Linked DNA regions of Mus musculus: region 2 is linked to region 1. The links are chromatin contacts, called in public HiChIP or PLAC-seq maps. All regions are on one chromosome and are shown on one strand. The core of a region is the stretch at or near the end of the contact, and the rest is flanking DNA. Distances in the headings are between cores, read along the strand shown.

Evidence for each region. HiChIP or PLAC-seq counts read pairs in DNA pulled down with a chosen protein or histone mark.
Region 2: an H3K27ac HiChIP or PLAC-seq map of embryonic stem cells shows a contact between it and region 1, with 6 read pairs. The contact joins the promoter of Stox1 here to the enhancer-like site in region 1. A contact is called at or near these places in 4 of 39 promoter capture datasets (3T3-L1-derived adipocytes, embryonic stem cells, macrophages and 1 more), 8 of 484 Hi-C or Micro-C datasets (the C2C12 cell line, the G1E-ER4 cell line, the HL-1 cell line and 2 more), 9 of 115 datasets of contacts at active chromatin or transcription factors (the SCID.adh cell line, embryonic fibroblasts, embryonic stem cells and 3 more) and 4 of 9 other capture datasets (adipose tissue, embryonic stem cells, liver and 1 more).

Annotation. Positions count from the first base shown.
Region 1 is chr10:62,691,188-62,694,416 of GRCm38.p6, reverse strand. All of the region lies in intron 1 of Stox1 (storkhead box 1), which reads left to right. Among named protein-coding and RNA genes, the nearest start is that of Mir7215, 10 kb to the right of the region's middle. Within about 2 kb of position 1,411, at least 3 of the 459 cell types and tissues checked have an H3K27ac peak or open chromatin away from gene starts, as enhancers often do. A contact at or near this core is called in embryonic stem cells, where this site is marked.
Region 2 is chr10:62,723,955-62,727,351 of GRCm38.p6, reverse strand. Stox1 (storkhead box 1) reads left to right here and starts at 1,258. Exons shown (of 4, transcript NM_001033260.2): 1 at 1,258-1,584. The coding sequence starts at 1,284.

The DNA.
Region 1 (3,229 bases), core at 162-2,661:
TAGTAGGTACGGGGGATCCCCACACAAATCTTCACTCTTCTGGAGTCAAGGCTGAAAAGGCCAGGCTATATTGGAGAACTCTTGGGGATACCCAGGTTAAATCTTGTAGATTGTGGGAAAGGCTTAGATGAAGAGGTCAGGGGTACTGGCTGGGTTAGACCCTGGAGGAGAACTCAGGAAGTCTGGGTGTGGAGTAGTTTGGTAGAGGTAATGCAGAGTCCTGTGGGTGGATATAAATTTGGATTTTCATCAGCTCTGTCCCCAGCCAATGGTGGTGAGACTCTGACCTGAAATGAATCCCTCTCTTTAAGTACTTATGGTCTTACTCAGCTACAGCAAAGAGACATACATATAGGTAGGGTTGGATAGAGGAAGTAAGCCCTGTCAGGCAGAGTGGAGCAGAGTGTATGCAACACACACTTAAATTTTTTTTTTGGTTTTTCGAGACAGGGTTTCTCTGTGTAGCCCTGGCTGTCCTGGAACTCACTCTGTAGACCAGGCTGGCCTCGAACTCAGAAATCTGCCTGCCTCTGCCTCCCGAGTGCTGGGATTAAAGGCGTGCGCCATCACTGCCCGGCACACTTAAACTTCTTACCAAGGTTTTTGTTTGTTGGTTTATTTTGTTTTTTCAAGGCAGAGACAAAGTTTCTCTGTAGCCTTGGCTGTCCTGGAACTCAATCTATAGGCCAGGCTACCCTGCCTCTGTCTCCCGAGTGCTGGGATTAAAAGCACCCCATGCTTTAGCATGAAAGTTACCTGGCTTCTAAACTTTTTCCAATATGCTTTCATTTTGGCATGTACCTATAGAACAGTTTCCCGATATTTACATTGTTTAAATTATGTTTATTTACTTTGAAGGGAGGAGAGTGTGCCTGCCAAGGCATTTGAACATGTGGAGGTCAGAGGACAACTTGTGGTAGTCCGTTCTTTCTATCATGTGGGTTCTGTGGTGGCAAGCATCTCGAGTCACCTGCCAAACCATCTAATGCCCCAGCTTATTGGTGATTTGTTTAAATGGTTGTGTGTGTTTTAATGGGTTTCCACCAGACTTTTTTTTTTTTTTAAAGATTTATTTATTTATTATATGTAAGTACACTGTAGCTGTCTTCAGACACACCAGAAGAGGGCGCCAGATCTCATTACGGATGGTTGTGAGCCACCATGTGGTTGCCGGGAATTGAACTCAGGACCTTCCGAAGAGCAGTCAGTGCTCTTAGCCGCTGAGCCCTCCACCAGACTTTCTTTACTAGCTTTCTAATACTAACTTTCTTTACTAGCTTTCTAATACTGACTCTCTGAAAGTGGAACCAAGTTAGTTATTGTACAAATACCACAGGGTAATGTAAGGAACGGATAAACCACTCTTCAGTGGGAGGCTGGAGGCGGTTCCACAAAAACCTTCTCAGCTCATACGCAGGACAATGGCCGCTGCTTCTTCCCTTCCCAACAGGGGTGGGCAGGACACTGGATGAGAAGGCTCCGCCGGAGTCTTTCTTTCTCCACCTGTTTTGGAATGTAAATACATCTCTCTAGAGGTCAGAGAAGCACTGGTGCCTCCAACTTTTTGACTTAAGACATGGGTCTGAGCCTCCTGCTCCTTGGCAGTGTAAACACACGCCTTTAAGGTTCAGAGAGTCGAATGGAATTCTCTCTCTCTCTCTCTCTCTTTCTCTCTCTCTCTCTCTCTCTCTCTCTCTCTCTCTCTCTCTCTCTCTCTCTCTCTCTCTCTCTCTGGCTGAGTTTTCCAAGCCTCTAGGAACTCAGGTTTCTGATGATGCATTCAGAGTGGTCTAAACTTGAAGAAACACAAAATTCTCTTTTGTCTGTAGCACACAATCGTATCCCTTGGGCTCTCCACAGTTGATTGCTATTTAGATTCCCACAATACACCACTCCTCTCTGGTTTTTTTTTTTTTTTTTTTTTTTTTTTTTTTTTTTTGTACCAGGGTCTCATGATGTAGCCCTGAATTCCCTATTATAGACCAGACTAGCTTTGAATTTACAGAGATCTGTCTGTCTCCCCCACGTGGGCTGCTCTGTTCCAGTCTGATGAGCAGATATTAGGACCAAATTCGCTGTGGGTTTGTCTTAAATGGCACCCACCCAGCTAGTGCCTGCAAAACTCCAGAGGCAGGAGGATAATGTTAATTTTAATTCTACTGTCATGATATCAGCGTCCCTCTCCAAGACTTCCAATTCTGGTCATTTGAGCAAAGCTCATTTGCTATATAGATCTACTTTAAAAGCCTGTAGTAGAGCTAGAGAGATGGCTCAGTGGTTAAGAGCACTGACTGCTCTTCCAAAGGTACTAAGTTCAATTCCCAGCCACCACATGGAGGCTCACAACCATCTGTAATGGGATCCAGTGCCCTCTTCTGGTGTGTCTGAAGACAGCTACAGTGTACTCACATAAAATAAATCTTTTGTTTGTTTGTTTTTGGTTTTTTTTCAAGACAGGGTTTCTCTGTATAGCCCTGGCTGTCCTGGAACTCACTCTGGTAGACCAGGCTGGCCTCTAACTCAGAAATCCGCCTGCCTCTGCCTCCTAAGTGCTGGGATTAAAGGCGTGCGCCACCACCACCCAGCTAAATAAATCTTAAAAGAAAAATAAAAGCCGGTAGTAGAACTGTTCTGGATAGTTCTATGTCAACTTGACAGAAGCTAAAGCCATCTGAGAGGAGGAGGGCGGATCCATAGGATGCAGTGATTGTACTTTGGAAATTAAGGCATTTTCTTAGTGATTAATGGGGGAGGGCCCAGCTCATTGGCGGTGGGTGCCATCCCTGGGCGGGTGGTCCTGGGTAATATAAGTAGGCTGAGCAGGCCGTAAGGAGCAAGCCAGCAAGCTGCACCTCTCCATGGCCTCTGCCTCAGCTCCTGCCTCCAGGATCCTGCCCTGTTCCGTTCTGGCCCCCTTCAGTGACAGACTGCAATGCGGAAGTATAAGCCAAATAAAGCCGTTCCTCCCCAACTTGCTTTTCGATCACAATGTTTTGTCTCAGCAATAGAAACCCTAACTAAGACAGGCAGCAAATTAGTTATTATGCAAATATTGTGTTGGTGCATGCCTTTAATCTCAGCACTTGAAGAGGCAGAGGCAGAGGCAGGGAGATCTCTGTGCGGTCTAGGGCAGCCTGGGCTACACAGTGAACTCCAGAGCAGCTAAGGCTGCGCAGAGCCTGCCTCGAAACAAATGCCTGTCGCTTCCCCAAGTTACTGGGTTAACCTA
Region 2 (3,397 bases), core at 9-2,508, 33 kb before region 1:
CCTGGAAGCTCTTAGGTCGGTACCATGGTACACACACATACACACCCCAGCACTTAGGCATGGCCATTCACAGGCAGGCAGGGTGGCACACATGCATGCTATTGATACAATTGTCTCCAAGATGCTTGGGGACAGATAGCCCATTTTTTTCAGATGCTGGCACACTTGGATCTACTTGAGGAGCCAAGTTGGAGATGGGTCCCACACAATTCACTCAACTCATAGCCACCCCTTTTACACACATCCTGAAGTCAAGTGTGATGTTTTTTGCGTGTGAAACCACAGTAGTACTTAAAAAAAAATTCTTAGAGCATCTGGGATTTGGGGATTAGAGATATCAATCTACAATAGTTAATTTAACAGAGAGTTGTGAAACTGGGCTATTGTTATTAATAACATCTGTGATTGATGGATAGGGGTATGGATTATCTCATTATGGTAGTTATAAAGGTGGTGTAGTTAAAAATAAAAACGGTTGCACAAGCAAGAGGAACATGAGTTTGAGACCAGCCTGGGAGACATATGTTGACCCTGTCTCTCTCTGTGCCCACCCCTGATTATTATATCGATATTATGGATGGTAAGTCTGAAATGACCCCTCAGGTCTTGCCGAAGCACCTTGCTCTTTATAGTATTGAGTTCATAGTTAAGTCTAATGTCTATCCTGCCCGGTTTCCTTATTCCAATAGATCTTTATCCTCAGGGACCCAGGGCCTCAATTCCGGCCCAGCCTGTTTGTCCTTATCGCTCTGCGACGCCGGCCATAGTCTGCAGGGGCAGATCTCGGCCTTTCCTTTGGGGTTCTTGGGGCATGATCGAGTGCAGCGTCAGAATCCCCAGGCCCTAACCAGGGTGGGGCCCCAGGCTTTTGCTACCGCCTCTCGCTCGCTAACCCTGCTTTCCTCAAAATTCTCAAAAGAAGGGGATACACTAGGGGAGGAGACAGACCCTGGAACTTCAGAAAACCATGGATGAGAGGGTCCTCAGAGTCCTCTGCTGCGAGATGAGGAACCTGGCCAGGTCCAAACCCAGAGACGCCAGAGAACTAGCCTGAGAGGTCAGGAACGGAGCAGAGGCTCAAACCTGGGTCACCTCCCACGCGCGACCTGGGTCCTCCGGGCACTGCGGGTGGGCGATGCCACCGGCTCTTCTGGTTGCTGTGGGAACCGGGAGTGACAGCGACGCCCTAGAAAGCCCCGCCCCACCCCGGCCCCGCCCCCCTCAGAGGGCTCCCGGGGCAGCCGAGGTGGGCTCAGTGATCTCGAGTCCCGCGAGCGGGCGGCATGGCGCGGCCCGTGCAGCTGGCACCGGGTTCGCTGGCGTTGGTGCTGAGCCCGCGGGAGGCCGGGCAGGCGGCGGGGGAGCCGGGCGGTCGCGCGCTCTTCCGCGCCTTCCGCCGCGCCAACGCGCGCTGCTTCTGGAACGCACGGCTGGCGCGCGCCGCCTCGCGGCTGGCCTTTCTCGGCTGGCTGCGGCGCGGGGTGCTGCTGGTGCGCGCGCCCCAGCCCTGTGTGCAGGTGCTGCGGGATGCGTGGCGTCGCCGAGCCCTGCGGCCGCCCCGAGGCTTCCGCATCACCGCGGTGGGTGAGTGTGGGGCGGAGGTCGCCAGCGCCCGGGGTCATAGCAACAGGTCCCGGGAGCGCGCGGGTTCCTGGTGTTAGGGGAGGGGGCACTTTAGGAAAAGTGAGGCTCGGGTCCGAAAGAGGATCCGATTGCTCCTTCCTTCCTTCCTTCCTTCCTTCCTTCCTTCCTTCCTTCCTTCTTAGCTTCCCTTTCTTTTTCCTTCCGTCTTTCCTTTCCTTTTTCCTATCTTTTCCTTCCCTTTCCTTTTTCCGTCCGTCTTTCCTTTTCTTTTCTTTCTCCATTCCTTTCCCTTCCCCTTTCCTTAACTTTGCCATCCTTTCCTTTTTCCTTTCCTTTTTTTCCCCTTTTCTTTCCCTCCCCTCCCCTCCCCTCAGCTCCCCTCCCCTCAACTCCCCTTCCCTTCCCAGTACCTGGTGTTCCTGTCCTGCTTGTCTTGGATGGAGGAGTGGTCTTAGGTCGCTCAACTTTCAGAAGTTTTTTGGGGGGGGGGCGGGATCGTCCTTAACTGGTGGGGAAAAGAAACAGATGGTGCTGTAGACACATCACACATCATTCACCAAACAGAGAAAGTTCCACCTCCCAGTCTTTTCGGACTAACCCATTTGTTTCTCGGTTGAGAAACTGAACCGCTGCACCAGTGGGGTGGTTACTGACACAGGCCACTAACCTCTGGCAACTGTGTCAGCTCCCAGTAACAGCTGGTTCTGTCCTCATTCTGTCTGTGGGGGCTGTGGGACCATTCGATGGTTTGGTGGTGACAAGAAGCCAGTTGTTTCAAGGAACCTCTCCATCATAGTCTGGTTCTCCTCCTCCTCCTCCTCCTCCTCCTCCTCCTCCTCCTCCTCCTCCTCCTCCTCCTCCTCCTCCTTCCCCCATCCCCAGAGAAGCACCAGCAAAACAAATTTGTTTTACTCCCTGGGGTAAGGGTCAGGGCAACGGGAGACACCTGATGCTGTGTGTGGTCTTGTCCAGGAATAGTGACCTCCTCTGGCCTGAACCTGGGAAGGCCTCTAAACTTCATGCCATCTGCAACCACCCACCCCCAGCCTGTCCCCATATTTCTTTGATTAAGAAGAGAGATGGAGCCCGGCATGGTGGCGCACACCTTTTATCCCGGCACTTGGGAGGCAGAGGCAGGCAGATTTCTGAGTTTGAGGCCAGCCTGGTTTACAAAGTGAGTTCCAGGACAGCCAGGGCTATACAGAGAAACCCTGTCTCAAAAAACAAACAAAACAAAACAAAACAAAAAACAACAAAGAAACAAACAAACAAAAAACAAGAAGAGAGATGGTTGCCAGACTACATAGATAGGGTCTCATCTCCTTTCCCATGCAGGAATGTCAAAAGAATGGTTTCCGGGTTCTGAAACAGGGAGCCAGGTACCCAAAGTTGGAATCTTCTGCAGACAGGCTGGATTTTGAAAAAAGGGGCTTTCAGTTGCGTCCTGGGCTTCTCTGGTTTGAATTAGTGGTTACATTCTCCTGTCTCCTGACTCCTTCCAAAGGGTGAGTATACTGTGTACTGCAGAGAGGGAATTGGATGCAGTGTGTGTGTGTGTGTGTGTGTGTGTGTGTGTGTGTGTGTGTGTGGTGTCTAGACCCCAGGGCTGAAGTAAGAGAGGCTTTATGTAACATCTGAGGCAGCCATTGTAGCCCAGGGAGCCGTGGTGTATGCTGGTTGTAGGCATAGAAAGGTGAGCTGGCTATTAATCCTTTCTATCATTGCTACACCTGAGCAGTGCCCACGGACACAAAAAGATTTGGCAAAAATCCTCTATGTTTATTTATATCTGGGTGTGCGTGCCTTGATACAT